Linked DNA regions of Mus musculus: region 2 is linked to region 1. A link is a contact called in public Hi-C data. All regions are on one chromosome and are shown on one strand. The core of a region is the stretch at or near the end of the contact, and the rest is flanking DNA. Distances in the headings are between cores, read along the strand shown. Region 1 holds the start of Vamp3 (vesicle-associated membrane protein 3). Region 2 holds the start of Rer1 (retention in endoplasmic reticulum sorting receptor 1).

The links. Hi-C and Micro-C count contacts between places; a contact is called where the count stands out from the background.
Region 2: a contact with region 1 is called in a Hi-C map of B cells, with 5 read pairs. The contact joins the promoter of Rer1 here to the promoter of Vamp3 in region 1.

What each region holds. Positions count from the first base shown.
Region 1 is chr4:151,056,342-151,059,717 of GRCm38.p6, reverse strand. It overlaps Vamp3 (vesicle-associated membrane protein 3), which reads left to right and starts at 1,765. Exons shown (of 5, transcript NM_009498.4): 1 at 1,765-1,844. The coding sequence starts at 1,843. It overlaps Gm38529, which reads right to left. Exons shown (of 2, transcript XM_017320565.2): 2 at 662-3,376. The coding sequence starts at 2,277. The coding sequence ends at 1,708. Camta1 (calmodulin binding transcription activator 1) reads left to right here. Exons shown (of 24, transcript NM_001081557.3): 24 at 1-195.
Region 2 is chr4:155,084,746-155,088,121 of GRCm38.p6, reverse strand. Rer1 (retention in endoplasmic reticulum sorting receptor 1) reads left to right here and starts at 1,769. Exons shown (of 7, transcript NM_026395.2): 1 at 1,769-1,917. It overlaps Morn1 (MORN repeat containing 1), which reads right to left and starts at 1,545. Exons shown (of 14, transcript NM_001081100.1): 1 at 1,441-1,545; 2 at 630-701. The coding sequence starts at 1,516.

The sequences.
Region 1 (3,376 bases), core at 516-3,015:
ATGTCTCCTTTTTTGTAAGTTTTATTTTTGTAATTGTGCATGTAAAGCATCATTGAGTCAATGGATCTGTTGAAGAACTCAGCTGCTGGAAACCATGCAAAATGTTTTGAATTGCCCTTAAAAATATGGAAAATGTTTTCTGAATGCTTTATATTCTTTCTGCTGTAAATTAAAAATGAAGAAAATTTCCCCATATTATCTGTGTTTTGCTTTAACCTGATCTGAAATCCAAGGTGTTGACAGTGAGGTCATAGTTAGAACTGGAAGTATTATTTTACTTTCCACATGCAGTGTTCTCCCACCCAGCCTTTCACTTAGAGCCACTTTCCCAAAGCACTTCCTTTCTACCTACCTTGCCTGGTTCCTTAACACATCGATTTATTTTAAATGCAGTTACTTGGAAGATAAGGATCTCAATTTTAAATTAACCTTTCTCATGTAGCTCAGAGTACCCATGAATTCCCAACGCTTAAGCTTAAGGGTGACATTGAACCTCTTAACCTTTTACCTAAAAGCTTTCGTTGCGATTATGGGTGTGCTAACAGCCTGGGTCTACGTGGTTCTGGGGATCAAACCCAGGGCTGCATATTAGACAAGCACTCTGCCAACTAAGTACACTCTTTAGCTCTACTAGGTAGTTGGCTGGGTTGTGTGTGTGTGGTTTTTGTGTGTGTTTTTTTTTTTTTTAAGACCCTTTCCAGCTTACCTCACAAGGCCTCCCTGCTAGGTATTCTTCGTCACTGTTCCAGTCCTCTTGGCTGTAGAGTTCTGTTATCTCTCTGGTAGGACTTCACTTCTGATCTACCTCAGAACTAGTGCCAGTTTCACACTCTGAACCTCCCACCAGGAGCCCACTGCATTTTCTGTTCACTGTTTAAGCCCGGCCCCACACTCTCCATTTCCTCCTATCCAGAATGGTTTTTATAACTACTACTCAACCTAGTACCCACTGGTGTGGCGCTCTTTAATTGCAACACACACCTTTGGGAGTTACCATGCTGAAGTGGAAAAATACCTTAGTGTATTTCATTGAGTGAATCCACCAACGGAGTTTATTTAGTCTGTTTTAGACCTTGTTGGGATTCTTTTCCACATAACTACTCACCCCCGTTGAACAAAAATTGAGTGTCGTCTCCGCAAGGGCCAGGGAATTACAGAAATGAAGAACCTTACAGTTCTCTAAGCCAAGGCTCCCTTTAGGGATTTAATATCCGTGCAATGGCAAATATTTGTCATGTGAGAACCTGAGAGGAGACTTCTCCCAAATCCTGTGGCCAAGACTCCACATGGACTTCCTACTGCCTCTTTCTCAGAAAAGAACTTTGTCTCCTCAGGACCACTAGATTATTCTGGAACGTTAGGCACGTCCGCTGTTTCTAACATGAGAGACAAGGTATGCGGGCTCACAGTAATGTAAAACGTACCCATTCTCACTCTAAACTGCCTTTCCAGGGCTAGAGACAGGGCAGCAGAGACACTGCAGGGAGCTGCTGTGATTCCTTGGCGGCGAAGAGCCCAGCCCAAAGGCGCAGGCGCCGCGCTCTAGCCCCGCCCACTTGTCCACCGAGAACGCCCGCCCACTCGTCAGCGCCGGCGCTACTTCAGCGCAAGCTCTGGCCCCTCCCACTCCGCTCTGCTCCGAGGTGACAGCCCGCGCTGCGCCCGGCTCGATTCCTATCCCGCCCATTTCCGGCGCGCCCCTGGCGACTAAGAGCGCGTCGCGGGTTCCGGTCCGGCCACCGCTCGTGACGTCACCACGGCCCCGCCCATCTCCTCAGCCTCGGTTGCCTGCAGCGCGAGTCCGTCGACCCTCGGCCATTCGCCGCCGCCACCGCCGCCAAAATGTGAGTGACGCGCTGCGCTGAGAGGCGAGGCGGGCTCCGGGGATGGTGGCCCACTCCTGCGACCCGCTTCAGGCGCGGTGGCCGCTGCTTGACACTCGGACTCGAGTGGAGGCCTCGCAGGCCTACGCGCGGAGTCCCGGGGCCTGAGGTGGGCAGCGGCCCCGCGGTGCACCCTGTCCCCGGACGCTGCGGGACGAGTCGTGGCGCCGCGACGTCCCCGAGTGCCCCGCGGACGGCGGGCAGACGCGGAAGGACGGGGGTGGGGACACCGCCTGACCGAGGAAGCGGCCGCCACACCCCGCGGCTCCTTCCTCGCGAGGGGCGGGAGCGAGCGTGAACGCTCACTCTGTGCGCGGGGTGCGCCCGGCAGGAGCGGGAGACCTGAGGTGGCCGGGAGCCCGTCGTAGGCCAGCGTTTGGCGCTCCCGACGCATCTGGGCAATGGGTTTCTCTTCCGTTTTAAGCCAGCACACTCTGGTTTTAAAATTGGTTTCTAATTGCAACCTTCAGCCAGAATTGTTGTCACCACTTAAGATGTACCTGGTCAGACTGCTGAGCAAATGGCAGTGTCCGGTCCACACTCAAGAGGATTAAATTGGTTCAGTTCAGCCAGCCGCATGTTCAGCCTAAGTTTTAATAAGATGGGAAGGATCGTAGTATCCTCTTTAGTGATATTAGACTTTAAAGAGAGAAAAAATAAATAACATGGATAGTGCTTCCAGAGCACGGTCCTTACCTGTTTAATTTTCGGACCCTGAGTTATGTGAGACAGCCATCAGTGATGTGTCCTTGGTGGTAGACACAGTGCAAACTTTAAAAAGTGCTGTGAGTCAACCCTAGAGTGACAGTTGTGTAGGAAGGCAAAAATTGGAAGCTGTTTTAGATACAAGAGTTTAATGGAGGCAATAAGGACTTAAAAACCAGAGTACTTGTGAAAAGTGGGGATGAGTGAAAATCCAGACTCACTGAACCTATGAGAGATGAATGACTTTCCAACAGAGACAGTTGCTTCAGCCTCCTTCCCGTTCATACAGACCCCCTCCATGCACTTTGAACCTATTTCTTCATATTGTCTGTTCTGTGATTGTTCCTAATTATCAGCCACAACAAAAAGATCAGGAGTCTACTTTAAACATCTGTGTGTCTTAAAGCAAGTTTAAAAAAAAAAAAAACCCACACTTTATTGACATAGAACAGATCTTGTTAAATATTTGTTTCAGACTTTTATCACTATCAAGTGATACAGTCTTAAGAATTATTGAGGGGTTATAAAAACATATTAGTGCCTTTATTTTTTACCTTGGGACTTTTAAGAAATAACTGCAGTGTAAGGAGTTAAGACTGCGTCCCACCATAACAGTTTATACACACAAACAGGCCATGGTATACTTGAGAGCAAAGGACACTTGAGAGCAGAGAACAACCTCACATGTCAGTCCTGGCTTTCCACCTTATTGGAGACACTATCTCTTGTTCAGTGCTGCATGTATCAGGTGAGCTGGCCCTCAGGCTTCCAAGACTCTCATGTGTCCA
Region 2 (3,376 bases), core at 520-3,019, 4.0 Mb before region 1:
CCGGAGTTGATTTCTTTCTTATTAGAAACAAAGCCTGATACCTCGCTTCCATTAACTCTAGCTTGGGAAAACACAGCAGAGCCTCCATGTTGTAAGAGAGGCAACAGGAGGCAGCCTATTAAGAACACAGCTGCCTTTCCCCAGGAATCAACAGATTCAATAATGTCTCACAGCAAAACCTCCACATCGCCTGGCCTTTGTCTGGTGGTATATTCTATAAACTGGAATGCTCACAGACACGAGAGAACAGGGTTCTTTCGTGCCCATGTTTACCTTTTTTTTTTTTTTTTTTTTTTTTGAATACAGAGACACTAAGGCTGATGATTAGAGGCCTGGATGTCCAATAACAAGCATGCAGGACGCCATGATGGTGTTTGTGTGTGACACTCTGGGTCTACTGCCCCACTCTTTCCCTCCCACCAATAGTTCCACCACCCACCAGCATGTGATGACCTCCAAGCCTACAAGAATTGGTCTTACATTGGTTCCACCATGACTGGGTCCAAGTGGTAGTCCCAGTGTGCAGGCGCAGTACCAGGCTATGCTTGGTACAAGACTGACTGCCTCCCACACCTTTTCTCAGGAATCTGGCTCTGGAATGAGCTCTGCAATGATCACAGGCTTCTTACCGTGTTTCTTGCCTCCCTTCCATTCTCCTTCATAGCGGAAGAAAGAATTTGGGTATACATATACGCCATAGCCTGTGTTCGGAAAAGAAGATGAACATAGCAATGGTTTGCCATCAACAGACACAGAGATGGGGCAGCTCAGGGTCTGGAGTAGTCTGCAGGTCATTTCTCATCAGTCTCTTGAACATGACAGGATGGTTAATTGCTCAAGATGGGTGCTCCCTCTCCCTTGCTTGGGTTTTGTTACATGGATAGTACTGAGGGAAAGGCAGGCCTGGCCAGAGGAGGGCTAAGACAAAAGCTGATTGTAGGCTCTTTAAGAGGAGGCGGTGAGGGCACGGAAGCAGTCAACAAGCTCCGTGAGGATACAGCAAAGAGCCCACCCTGCCAGGACCGTCACTATCCTCCTGTCCCCACGGGACAAAAATCCACACTCACTCCTAATTACTCCTGGCTGCCTCATCTTTTATCACGCAGCCAGCTCTGAGACATCACACCCAACACCCATCTCTCAGTTCCTGAGATGGATAAGCAACCCCACTGCTTTCTTGCCAGCAAGTCGCAGCCTGGGACGGGAAGACAGTGGCACTAGCATGGACTCTGACCTCATATCGATCCTGTTTCTCCGGTTTTAGAACAACTTTTCATCAGACTGCATTGGGCGAACCTCGTGTGCTCACCCAGCCAGCCTGACCTCAGCTCTACCTGCCCCCCCTGACGCAGGGTCGGCTGGCCGTGAGCCTGCAGCCTGGACCACGCCTGTGGAGCACGCGAACGCGACGGAGCTCCAGCGGGGAGACGCAGCCCGTACCGTTTCGCGGCGGCAGTCTCGGCGAGTGCCGACGCGGCTGGAGCGAAGCCTGGTAGGGATCGCCAGCTGCCTCCATCTTGCCGCCAAAGTTTCCCTAGCAACCATAAAGCTGCCTTCCATTGGCCTCCGGTTGCCATGGGGCGTGGCCAGGAGACCATAACATCCGAAGCAGCGGCGCCGGATCCGGAGCCTGAGGACGTCAATGCGCCTGTGCACCACGGCACGTTTCCGCCAACCCCGTCCTTCCGCCGGGAAGCGCTCCCGCCAACGGCCTCTGCGTCCATACCGGAAGCGGAAATGGTTGGAGCTTGGGCCCCGCCCCGCGGCCATCTTGGCGGCTGGAGGCGCCGCGGGACGGAACGGAAGTGCCTGTGCAGCTTCCCGGATCCGGAGCCGAGCTCTGGCGGCCGCCCTGCCCGCCATCCTCCTTCCGCAGCCGTGAGGGAGACCGCGGCTCGGCTGCACCGGAGCTGCGAGGTGCTGGGGGTGGGCTGGTGGCGCGGACCTGGTCGGGCGGCACACCACCGCCTTCCTCTGGGCTGTCAAGGCCACGGGCGAGCCGGCGGGCGGCGGGCGGGCGGGGCCGGGCAGCGCCTTTGAGCCTGGCGAGGGGTTGCCAGGGGCGGGCCGATCTCCGAGAGGGGTGCGCGAGGGGACTGCTGAGCGCTGCCCGCCGCGGCTCGCGCGCCGCCCCGACCCCCCGGCCCCAGGTCGTGGAGGAAGGTGGCCTGTTGTTGCCTGCACAGATCCAGGCGGCATGTGTTAGGTGTCCTCTTGCTACCCCACTACCGTGTTCAGTTTCGGGGCACACGTGTAGGAATTAAGCCCGAGCGCGAAGACAGTTACTGAATGGATCGAAGGGGTGCTGGTTAAATGGGTCTAGATTATATGGTGACATTAAGGCAGTAAAATGTCCAGCCCTCCAGGCTGTACTTCCAGCGTGGAGCAGATAAGGCTACATTGTCTCCCTTAGCAGGGTATCAGTGCAAGAGGGCTTCATACTTCCACATTGAGAACCCCCAGTGGCTTTTCTTTCTTAGTTCTTAATAACAGATACTATCCAGGAGGTGGTGGTGCACGCCTTTATGTGAGGCAGAGGCTGTGAGTTTGAGGCTAGCCTGGTCTACATGGAGCAACCCTGTTGGGGGCGGGGGGAAGACTTAGAGACTAGTTATACGTCTTGGAACTGCCTGTTTTTTTGATGTGAGTTTTTTTTTTTTTTTTAACCCTCATTAAGGTGCTCAGAAGAGCATCAGTAAACCCATACTCAGCCCCTTAGATCCAGGTTGTGTGTTGGGGAACTGGTTGCGGTGGAGGTAGAACATAGAGAAAGGGCTGGGGATGATCCAAGATGATCATTTCCCACCCCACCCCCAAAGGTGAGAGGGGCCCAGAGAGGGAAGGACTCAGAGGGGCAGGGTCTGGAAGGGTTGACAGGGAACAACTCTTGAGGCATGCAGGTGCAAGAGGCAGCGACCCCCAGATGCTGTGCAGAGCGCTTTCTTCTCTGTGGTGTATTACTAATTTAGGAGTGATGGATTGCAGAAACTAGACAAATGATGGGCTCCAGAACACGGGGGTAATGTTCTGTGTGTGGTACTTGTCCCCCTTAGAACAGTTTTTGTCTTGTTTTTTTTTTTTTTGTGACAGAGCATAGAGCAATTTCAGTAGATATGTGACAAGCACTGTAGGTCGTGAGGCCCATCCTAAAACAAATCAAGGTCCCTCAGGGAGGAGCGTGCATTCCGGTGAGAGGAGATTGAGAGATTACTAGAAAGGGATTGGAAAACAGTTGTTACAGAAAATGCAAACAGTGACGTGACATGGAAACGTGGAAACGGTGGTCATTGTGGACAGCATGGAGGGCCTCTCTGACCTTTAGTCTGAATGGAGAGAAGAGGATTGCAGCTAGAACAGCTGGTATGAGGGCTGCCCT